Linked DNA regions of Hordeum vulgare: region 1 is linked to region 2. Evidence: chromatin contacts called from public Hi-C data. All regions are on one chromosome and are shown on one strand. Each heading gives the region's core, a stretch centred on a gene start, on an enhancer-like site or on the middle of the called end of the contact. The rest is flanking DNA. Distances are from core to core; before and after follow the strand shown.

What was found. Hi-C and Micro-C count contacts between places; a contact is called where the count stands out from the background.
Region 1: a Hi-C map of leaf shows a contact between it and region 2, with 4 times the contacts expected there. The contact joins the promoter of LOC123411516 here to the enhancer-like site in region 2. A contact is called at or near these places in 2 of 6 Hi-C or Micro-C datasets (leaf and seedling) and 1 of 1 datasets of contacts at active chromatin or transcription factors (embryo).

What each region holds. Positions count from the first base shown.
Region 1 is chr7H:506,640,256-506,645,943 of MorexV3_pseudomolecules_assembly, reverse strand. It overlaps LOC123411516 (pathogen-associated molecular patterns-induced protein A70-like), which reads left to right and starts at 2,271. Exons shown (of 1, transcript XM_045104479.1): 1 at 2,271-3,321. The coding sequence starts at 2,318. The coding sequence ends at 3,043.
Region 2 is chr7H:506,235,612-506,241,474 of MorexV3_pseudomolecules_assembly, reverse strand. No RefSeq gene overlaps it. Among protein-coding and RNA genes, the nearest start is that of LOC123409175, 48 kb to the left of the region's middle. Within about 2 kb of position 1,409, at least 1 of the 3 cell types and tissues checked has open chromatin away from gene starts, as enhancers often do. A contact at or near this core is called in leaf, where this site is marked.

The DNA of each region.
Region 1 (5,688 bases), core at 1,022-3,521, 400 kb before region 2:
ACGCTCTTTCTTGAAATTCTCTTTTAGCCCGAAGCATAGTGGTTCTTTTCTTCCTTTCATCTATGGAAACATATAAAGCTTTAATTGATTCATTAATATCAACCTTAGGAAAAAAATATTCTTGAGATTTTCTACATCATGCAAAATTCTATCAATCCTTCTAGACATATCATCAATCTTATTCAACTTTTCGTCTATCCTAGTATTGAAATATTTTTGCGCATTGATAAATTCCTTAATATTACTCTCAAGATCACAGACTATCCTAGCATTATTATTATGAGAATTAACATAGGAATAACCATAACTATTTGAATAACTTCAAGGATATGACCTATGATTAAAATTGTGCATATAAGCATTATTATTAAAATTGTCTCGTGAGACAAAATTCACATCTACGGGATCATTATTTTGCTCAATCAAAGTAGATAAAGGCACATCATTAGGATCCATAGAAGCATGCTTACTAGCAACCAATTTCTTAAGAGCATCAACTTTATCTCTCAAAGCATCAATTTCTTCAATAGAATTAACTTTTTTTACTAGTAGGAGCTCTTTCAGTATGTCAATGTGAATAATTAGCCATAATATTATCAAGCAATTTAGTAGCATAACCCAAAGTAATTTCCATAAAAGTACCACCCGCGGCGGAATCTAAAAGATTTCTGGAAGCAAAATTTAATCCCGCATAAATTTTTTGTATGATCATCCACAAATTCAAACCATGAGTTGGGCAATTTCCTATCAACAATTTCATTCTTTCCCAAGATTGGACAACATGCTCATGCTCAAGTTGTTCAAAATTCATAATCTGATTTGTAAGAGAAATAATTTTTGCGGGAGGAAAATAATTTGTGATAAAGGCATCTTTGCACTTGTTTCAAGAATCGATACTATTTCGTTGCAAAGATGAAAACCGATTTTTAGCACGATCACGCAAAGAGAACGAAAATAATTTCAATTTGACAATATCATTTTCCACATCTTTCTTCTTTTGCATATCAGAAAATTCTATGAAAGTGTTTAGATGGGACGCGACATCCTCCTTAGGAGTGCCAGAAAATCGCTCGAGACCGCACCCACGCGTGAGGGTAATTATTGACCGATGCGTCTGGAAACAACGCGACATCTCGAGACCGCACCCACGCGTGCAACCGGCCACACCCACGTGCCTAGGGTTGCATCGCGTGGGTCTGGCTCCACAAAAACGACCGATTTGAGCGTTCCTCTAGATGCAGGCCTAGAGGTGCTTTAATCTTCGTGCTATGCAGGGCCAACATTGAACGCGGGTAACCAAAAGAGCCTTTTTCTTCCCGCGCGGGCCTGACTGAGGTATATGCAACCAACCAAACACGCCCGAGGTGGCCGCCCTTGCTGTTGGCTGGCAAAGCCACCATGCCAGGTGGATAGAGGCCGACATGTCGTCCATCTACCCGGAGGTCTCCCACGATGACCCGCTCCGAAGATGAACCCGCGATGGAGACGGGCTTCAATGGCGACCCAGCACCGGAGCTCCTGTCGGTCCATTCCAACTTGACCATGGAGGAGTCGTACTTCAAAACCGCCATGATAGAGGAGCAACCGACACAGCCGCTCTAGTTGGTGTTCTCACAAACGCAGGAGGAGCAGTAGTACAACCACTCCCTCCTCGACAAGCACTAACTAGCGAAGGGTCCAATCTACAGAGACCATGCGATGAATGTGATATCGTTAGGTCCGGTCGCTTTTTAATAAAACACGTCGAAAATATAATGAATGTGCTCCTGTTTAGATGAAAATCATCTCATTTACATGTGATTCGTTCAGTTTGTTGAAATCAGGTTTGAAATGTATGCATGCAAGGCTGGACGGTGGGCTCCCTACCTAGTTGACTAGTCCGAATGTTGTGTCTGATTTAAAAGTCGAGTGCCCTGATAATTATCTCAAATATTTGCATAGGTCTCCTGAAGGACCAAATAGATACTCCTTTTTTCAGCCAAATGAAATGATTATAGAGTAATGAACAAAGGCATGCAGAGTCATGGAGACACAAATTGCAATTCTTACCATAAAACTCCATTTTTTTCCAGCCAAATGAAATGATTATAGAAGGAAAAAAAACTGGCCTTCGACTGTCCGCCTCTCCTCCCATCCCATGTGCGGGAAACGTCCCCACCTCTTTCTTCCCACCTTTAAATAAGCAGCACCCCCACTCTCTTCTCTTCCCCACCACCGCTTCCCACTTCCTCCGCCTCTCCCCACTCCCCCCCCCCCCCCCCCCCCCCCCCCAAAACGCCAAAACCCAAACCCCACTCGGCGGCGAAGAAGCGGCGCAATGCTGGAGGCGGCGATCCCTGCGCTGTGGAGCACCGTGCACGGGTGGTTCACGCCGTGGGTGCTATTCCTCGTGCTCAACATCGTCATCGGTACCATCGCCGTCACCTCCAAGTCCGCGCCCCCGGCGGGGAGCGGAGAAGGGGCTGCGGCCGCGCCTGGCGGCGAGAGGAGGAGCCTGTCCCGCGTTCCGTCAATGGCGCTCGACCGGCTCCGGTCGTTCAACATGTCCCGCTTCACCGCCCCCGCCCCGGAGGCCCCGGTGACCGAAGTACTGGATCTGGGGCAGTCGGACGAGCACCTGCCGCCCCTCGAGATGGAGGCACAGGCTCAGGGTGAGCACGAGCACGTGCACATGGAGAGGAGCATGTCGGAGGCGGCGGCCGAGGCCGAGCTGCCGCGGCTCCCGGCGCGGCTGCGCAAGTCGGCCAGCGACAAGTCGGCGTTCGCGCACTTCGTGGCCGAGGAGGACACCGAGGTGGTGGAGGCGCGCAGGCCCGCGACGACGAGGGACGGGGACCGCCGCCGCCCCCTGGCGGCGGAGCCGGAGGAGCCGGTGTCGGAGGAGGAGATCGAGGAGGCCGGCGGCGAGGTGGACGCGCGCGCCGACGACTTCATCAACAAGTTCCGCCACCAACTGAAGCTGCAGCGCATCGACTCCTTCATGCGCTACCGGGATACTCTCCGCCGCGGCCAGGCGACGGCCGTGGCGGGCGCCGAGAAGTAGAACCAATCCGGACGGAGAGACTCAGGTCAGGGGGGCTAGATGCAAGAACGACAAGAGATTCGGGGAGGAGGAAGAGGAGCCGGTAGTTTCTTCCTTCGTCCCCCCTTCTGTTTCGGTTTTTCCTTTTCTTTCCCCTGCTTGCTTGGATGCTAGTAACATATTCTAGTTTTGGATCAAAGAACTCTGCAATGTGGAAGTGGAACCATATGGTCCTGTGGATCGCAGCTCCGCGAATGCGTTCCGAAAGAAATTGGCAGCCAATCATCATCGTCTGTAAATCTCGTGCCATCTCTCACCACATTCTGGTTTGGTTCTGCAACCGTGGCCAGATGAACTGAACCCATTTTCGCAGGATTCTACTAGGACTTTTCGGTCCTTGCATCCATTAGTTAGCACTGGCAATCATCTCTGGCACCGCGAAATCACCACCGAATTCCTCCGTGCGACCAGGAGCACGCGTGCTTAGTAGTAGTCACCCAAGAACTCTTGTGCAGGTGGCTGGCACCGTAGCTCTTTTTTAATGATTTCTTATCGTTGCATACGACATGTGTTGCTCGTCATCTAATCATGGCGGTGTCATGCAAAAGTTTATCTGAATATGCATCGTACTTGTACGCAATCACGATATCTCCGGAAGGTACGGCCGGGGTTAACTCGCTAATCACACATATATAGAGTATTACTACTAGGAGTATCTCCGTCGTCAGCCACCACCTGCACCACACGTCTGGTTCAGCTTAGGGGAGAGGTGTCCCCTGCAACGACCGGTCTACCCTAGGCCGTCGTGTTCGGTCGCTTTCTCCTTATTTAAGCCGCCTCGGCTCGGCAGTACAGTCTGGGGGGTTCACATGGCTGGCGCTCAGCTCGGCTTAATCTACTGTCCATTGGCGACACCTGCTGCCCGGTTACGCTTACCTTAATGCGATCCTGGCAGCGCCCGGTCGGCGCCCTGATGCGGACTGCCGCGGTATCGTAATACGGTTAGGTGGTGGCGTTAATCCTGATTGTTGATTGGGATATGTGTGGCTGTGATGCTTCGGTTAGTGGCAGCTGGTCGTTGAGTGACCGGGACCCTACCCCGCCACCCTCGGTGCGATGTCGACGCCGTCCAGATGCGTGCGTGCGTGCTGTACTGCTGCTGCTTGGAACTATGCTCGGAAACAGTACATCCTGCTTGTAGCTGAGCGCCTCCGTTCATGTGAATCTCCGAAGTTCAAAGCGCACGTTCCATCACGAATTACAGAGATTCGAACTTACATTGCACAACTGTAGTTAGCGGTAGAGTTTTGAGGCTGTTGAGCGTAGCCCAGTCAGGTCATTTCTGCTTTTGTTTTCTCGAGTCCTTTGCTTACTAGTCACTTCTACATGTTCTTTTCGGACTTTTCTCAAGTTGCAGCACAATTTGAACTAGAGTATATCTTTAAACTATGTGTCAAGTCACAAGGACTATAACTCTGCTGTGTGTGTGTATGTGTGTGTGTGTGTGTGTGTCGTTTGGTACTTCTCTGCAGTTTCCCTACCTAGTGTAGTTTGTGGTGCACATGCGAGCTATAAACATCGGATACCATGGGCGCAACAAAACCAAATGGGATGAGTGAAGGGTGGTCTCTTTTGATTAGCAGGTGGTGCTTTCTGGCAAAAGGTCGTTAGCGGGTGCTCCTGAATGATTGGGTTGCACTGGATCTCTGCTCCTGTTCTTCCCCTCCTAGGTTTGGAAGATTGTAAGAGGAGAATACTTGGCGCCAATCATCTTACAAATCAGGCCCTGCATGGGATGTCTTTTTTTGCCAAATACACACCTCCATCCATCCATCGGTTTAGTTTTCATCTGATTTTATACTATGACCGGTATAATACCTCTGTAAAATATTACACTTGTAAAAATAAAACGGCATTCCAAGCAGGGCCTTAGAGGATAGCCGCATTTCTTTCAAAAACATGTGAGGGAGTCCGGGACTAATGGGTCCTCGGGCCACCGGCCTATATCTACGAGCCGGACTCGTGAGCTACTTCGGGTAGCCGATGGCACATACAAAGAAGATTACACAAGATTTGGTAATTAAGACAAGACAACTCTACAACGACGTAACTGATTAGGACTTCTGTTATCTTAGACCTATGGTCCATTATATAAACCATGGTCGGGCTAGTCGATAGACAACTTCATATTGAGACAGATTAAGCTCATTACAATTAGGGTTTTAGATCTCAACACCCGATCTCCAAATAAATCAACTTTGTACTTTGTAATACTTCATCAATACAAAAAACATGTCGTAGGGTTTTACCTCTATCGAGATGCCCGAACCTGGGTAAACATCGTCTCCTTCGTCCTTTATTATCCATGGATCCAATATCCACAGTTCAGACCCCTATTCGAGATCAGCCGGTTTTGACACCCACATTGGTGCTTTTATCGAAAGTTCCGTTCTGGATAGCGAATTTGTGTTCGTCGTCCCCGGTTCCTCAATCATTGGTTTGACGATTGCTTCTATGAAATTATGCGGAATTGTATCTACAACAACCCTACAAAATTTCGTCGCGTTCCGATGAAGAAATCTCTGACGATCTCCGGTATACCGGAGCTGTGTTGAATCTGGACGGGAATCTGGATGAGTTTAGGGCGAGGGGTTCAGTATCCAGCT
Region 2 (5,863 bases), core at 160-2,659:
CCGTCCACGTGTGTCTATGAACATGCCCGAACACGTCCGTACAGGGCCGGCCCTGAGGGGGGGGCGGGAGGGGCGGCCGCCCCGGGCCCCCCAAAACCAGGGGGCCCGCCCAAGTATGCGTCAGCACTCAGCAGTGAGCACCTCTATCAGATCGGGAATCGCTTGGAGCCGCCATGAAACTCAATAACCTGTTAGATCTGTCTCCTCGAGGAAGAAGGCTGAATCGTTCTTTTCCTTTAGCCGTTGGGCCTTGGTCTTTTTTCTTTCTTCAGCATGTGTCGTTCTTTGTGTGGTAGCTGTTGGGCGAGCTCTAAAAAAGTGACGATGGGCCACACTCGGCTAGTTGAAACAATTGGATTAGCAGTGCCTTCTTCTAAAAAAGGCAGTGCCTGTACTTTTCCTGTAGAAAAAACAATCAATTATCTCGAACGTAAAGGTGGGTCACACTGTCAGCTCCAATTCAAAATTACTGGTTCAGCACAATTAGCAGTCCTTTTTTTTCTAGCTGGAGCAATCCCTTTTGTGTAAGATGGAATCAACGATTAGTTGATCCTAAAAAGATAAATACTAATTCATATATTTTTAATAGTTTATTTCATATTAAAAATTGGTGATCGATTATTCTTTACTACAAATATCAACATCATTGGTGACTTTGCATCTAAGAATTAAAAACATTAAATAATATTTACAAATAACATAACATGGATATCATTTTGATGCAATTAGTTGTTCATTTATAACATTATATATTATATATTCATTTTCTTGATGATTGTGTTAAAGGGTCCCGTATTCTAGTTTCGCCCCGAGCCTCACAAATCTCAGGACCGGGGCTGCGTCCGTAGACGTATAAAGGGACGGATTCGTCCAGTCCGTTTATAGATGCTCTAATAGCACATAACAAACAAATAAGGGCATCATCAACCATCCTTGATCCCACTCGAATTACTGAAATGTTCTCTCAAAACAACGCTCCGGAAAGAAAATGACGCGTTAGCGTCTTGGTCGCTCTCGCCGGAATCCAGCCGGAGCAATCAAAGCAATGCCTTCGGCAAGAAGGAAAAAAAACTGCTATAAGCATTGAAGGTGAAAATAGAAAACATGACTAGCCCACGTCTGCATGAATGAAAAAGGCATAAAATCAGTTGCAAGTTGATCAACCAGTCTGACGTCTACCACGCAAAGCCACTGTCTTTTTTACTTTCCCGACGGCATACGCTGATGCAGACTATACAATGCCTCACGACGTGCGGAGAGAAAGGCGACCTGATACCGTTATACGTGACTACGTGAGACGGATGCCCGTTCTCCTTTTCGGCAGCACCGAGCGCACTCTTTGTCGGCATGGCACGATACGGCGAGCCAGCGATCCCGTTTTCCCTCGCGCACACGCTCACGTCCGTCCGGACGTCGCCGTTGCATGCGCGGGAGGCAGGAGGCGGGAGAAAGCGACGGCACAGGGACTCGATCGTCGGCCCACCACCCGTCGGCCGTCGCCAGCAAGCAGGTGATGAGATGAGATGCGACGCCCGGCGACGGGGACGGGGGAGACTGAGGTCTCAGGAGGACGAGGCCACAGTTTAGGACAAATCCTATTTAGGGCTGGACGCGTAGGTTAAAGTGTATTTTTTTGGCAAATGCTTACAGCCGAAGCGTCGGCTGAACCGTTCGGCCGGTCGCTCGCGGCTCGTGCGCTGGCGGCAATCATACGACATTTTTTAGTGCAGATTTGCTGTAACTATGTATAAATTTGAAACGTTGACCCCACACATGCAACATTTTTTTAATGCGGTTAAATTTGCTACAAGCCTTTTCTATTTTGTTGCAACTTGTTCATTAAAAAAGTTGCATCCATGTTTGGTTGCAACTCGAGTTCTTGATTTTTTTTGCTACAACCGACGTTTAATTTTTGCTACAACCATGTTAATTTTTGCTACAACCAGCATCATTTCTTGCTGCAGCCGTTTACTAAAAAAGTTGCATACACGTTCGTCAGAGTTACAACCCGAGTTTACCGGATTGTTTTGCTACAATCATTTTTTTGTTTTGCTACCACGCATCATCAGCTTCGTTTTTTTGCTACGATCACGTAGATATTTTTTTTGGTTACAACTTTTTTTTGCAACCGTTGACGAAATTGCTGCATCATGAACGAAATTTGTTGCATCGAGGAAAAATTGCTGCATGAAAATTTTTGCAACCGGCACAGAGCATTGCCCATTTTTCTTAACCGGCGCATGTAACGTTCGGTCATGGAAGATTTTTTCGGTTTTCTGAAGTTTCTAAAAGCTTCCTAGATGGATTTTCCAGGAGTAGTTTTTCTTTTCTTTACTCTTTTTATTACTTTTCATTTTCATTTTATTTTTATATATTTTTTATTTTTTGGAGAAAGCGCAGCTTTTTCTTATTAACTTCTTTTAGACGAACACACTTTTTTCCAAATCAATGAACCATTTTTTATAATTTTACGATTTTTTAATAAAATTGTATTAACTTTCCAAATATCGATGAACTTTTAAAAAAAATTGCTGCTTTTTTAAAATTTTGATGAACTTTTTTGAAATTCGGTGAACTTTTTTCAAAAATGATGAACTTTTTAAAGGTTTGTGAACTTTTTTTTCAGTTCACCGAACTTTTCCAAATCTTTTGTCAAATTAAAGAACTAATTTTCAAAATCTGTGAACTTTTTTTAGGTCACAGTGATTTTTTTTCGAATTCGTGAACTTTTCTTTCAACGTTTGTGAATCATGTTTTGCCTTTTATGAACTTTTTGTGTTAACTTTTTTTTTCTTTTTTAGGTTTTTATAAAAGAAATAAGCCCTGAAACTGGGCCACTCATTTTGCAGGGTGTGGGCGCTGGTTCTCCTAGCCTGCGCTTAAGGCGCCAACTAGGAGCTCCCATAGTTTAGTTTAGAACATACCTAGCAACGCTTTAAAACTGTGTGGCCCATAAACAATCACTATACGGATTTGACCATTTTTACCCCGTATAGTCAGCCCGATACGTAATTTTTTTTACAATCGCCCGGAAGCGATCCCGGGAGTTCCAGTTCGGCGCCTTAAGCATCGGAAAAGGTAGCCGGCGCCCATGCGCCCTACCTCATGGGTTGGTCCACAAACCGCAGGCTGGTAAAATTGTCTCACGGAAAAAATACGCAAAAAGTCATCCCCAATGACTTAAACTCGCGTTGTGCCGTTACAAAGGACGAAGTGATCTGCTAACCACTACAACTGCTAAACGATTGTGTTGATAGGAATGCAAATTATTTAAGAACCATTGTATCCATGCTATTTATTAGATTTTTGAATTATCTGGAAAATTTTGGAAAATGTTGATTCATTTTATGAAAAAGGCTTCACTTAATTTTAAAAAAATCATGAATTTCAAAAAACAGTTCATCAATTTTCTAAAAAGTTCATCAAATCTGAATAAAGTTCACTAGATTTGGAAAAAGTCCATCAAATTTGAAAAACAATCATCGATTTGAAAAAAGGTCATCAAAATGAAAAACGCTCATCCATAATTTTTTAAAGGTAGTCAATTTTTTTAAAAAGTCCATCAAAATTGAAAACTTCATGGATTTTCAAAAATACACAAATTTGAAAAACGTTCAACAATTTTAAGAAAAGATCAGGAATTTAAGAAAAAAATCCTCAAAGCATGAAGAAGAAAAACGAAAAAACCAAAAAAGTTAATCAATTTTCAAAAAAGTTTATGTTTTTTAAATGTTCATTGTTTTTAAAAAACGCTCATCCATAATTTTTCGAAAGGTCATCAAGTTCATTAAAATTGAAAAAATTCATGGATTTTTTTTTAAAATGATAACAAGTACATCAATTTTTAGAAAAGTTCACGGATCAAAGAAAAAATATCAAACCACGAAGAAGAAAAATAAAAAAACAAAAATAAAAAACTCAATTGATTTTGGAAAAAGTTCATCCATTTTCAAAAATATTTCATCTAATTGAAAAAAAGTTCATCGGTATTGCACGAAGTTCACCAAAAACTAAAAAATAGTTCATCAATTGTCTAAAAACATTGATCAATTTAAAAAAATAATCCATTTTGAAAAAAGTTCATGCAATTTAAGAAAAGGTTTATCGGTTTTGGAAAGAAACTATACGAATTTGAGAACAAAACTCTTATTTAAGAAAACAAAAATGTTCAATAATTTGAGAATGTTTGTGCATGTAAGGAAAAAAATGATAAATGAAAAAAGAAAGAAAATTGAAATCTTGACTCACAACGAACTTGAGCCGGAGTAAAATGGAAAAAAGAGGATATTAGCCAGGAGTGTGAAGGTGGCGGAGTGGTTGGTACTATTCTCTATGTCTCGTGAGACGATGGCATAAATCCGCCGCCCCGCCCACCGATCCGCCATGATGTGGGGCGGGATGTGGAGCTCTGGCCGGCATGGTGGCGATGACCCTGAGCGGAAGCGATGCATCGCCGCTGATGTGTGGAGAAAGAGGTTCGCCCTGCGGTACACCAACCGAGCCCTTGAGCCAGTGGTGTCCCTCCTCCATCGCAAGGGAGAGGAGTACGACCCGCGACACGCTTGGCTCGCCTACGGCGCGGGTAGCTCCTCCTTTGCTTACAGATTGCGCACGCCGTTGTCGCAGGTCAAGAGGGAGGCGGAGGAGTTCATGTCACTCCGCGCAGTGAAGAGGGAGCACAAGGCGCAGCAACCGCGTGCCGACGTTGTCTGATTGGGGGACTACCTGTAACACCCTGAGACTGACGCTACAAAAGATTCCCCTTGCCGCCCTGGGATTATTTTGTTTGCCGCATTCATCATCGCATCATCTGCATTGCATGGGCACTCTATTGCCGCCAATTTTCAAAACTTGCATCCATTATTAGTTGCCGGTTCTCTCCGTTTTCGTCGTTGACCGTTTTGAGACCAACCACACACGCCCGCGCCCGCGACATCGTTAAAATATTGTTTTTGAAGTGTGTATAAAACATTCTCGGATTGGGTTGGAACTTGGCGTGCGGTCTTATTTTCATGTAGGTAGGCCGCCTGCCAAATTTCGTCGCAATCGGAGTCTGTTTGATATCCGAACGGTCGACCATAGCGACACCGACTTCGGTTTATCGTCGGACATTTTTTCAGTGTTTAAAATATTGTGTCGGGCCGCGAACTTCCCTCTCTTCTTAGCCCACCACCACTCTACACAGCCCAATAACCTATCCTAGCCCCTAGCCATCGTCGGAGCCGTCCGATCGCGATCCTGCAATCTGAATTCGGACAAAATCTGGAAACCCTAGCCCTTTTAGTATAAAATAGACAGCCAACGTCCTCCCATCGGGATCCGTGCTCAAAACCCTAACTCTAGCCATCACTCTCCATAGCCCTAGCTCCACCTCTCTCTCCTTCCTCGCTGCCAGGCCCATCCGGGCCCGGGTCATGCCGCTGCACCTCCTCTTCCCGAGCCAGTCGTTGGTTACCTCTCCTCCCAAGCCACCCCTGCCTCGCTCCCGCATGCAGCCGTCGCCCCTTCGTGTTGCCATGGTCGGCACCTCGTCAGAGCCTGCCCGTCGGCCCCCACCCCGTCGCGCGCTCCCCTCCATCAGCCCTGCCGCCGCGCCCCGTCCACATCGTCGGCCGCCTCCATGGATGCCCGAGCTCGGAGCTCGATGCTGCCGCCCCACGCACCGCCATTGCTCCGCCACCGGGCCGGTCTCATGCCTCTGCCGCCTCCCCACGGCCGGATCAGGTCGCGCCTCCCTCCAGCCGCCGGCGTGGTGGCCGCCGTGCTCACCCTGCCTCGCTGGTCGCCAACGCCTTGCCCGATCCGATCAACATCGGGAGGCTGAGCCCCGTTGACTCGCGTGAGTGAGCCGGCCTCGCCCTTG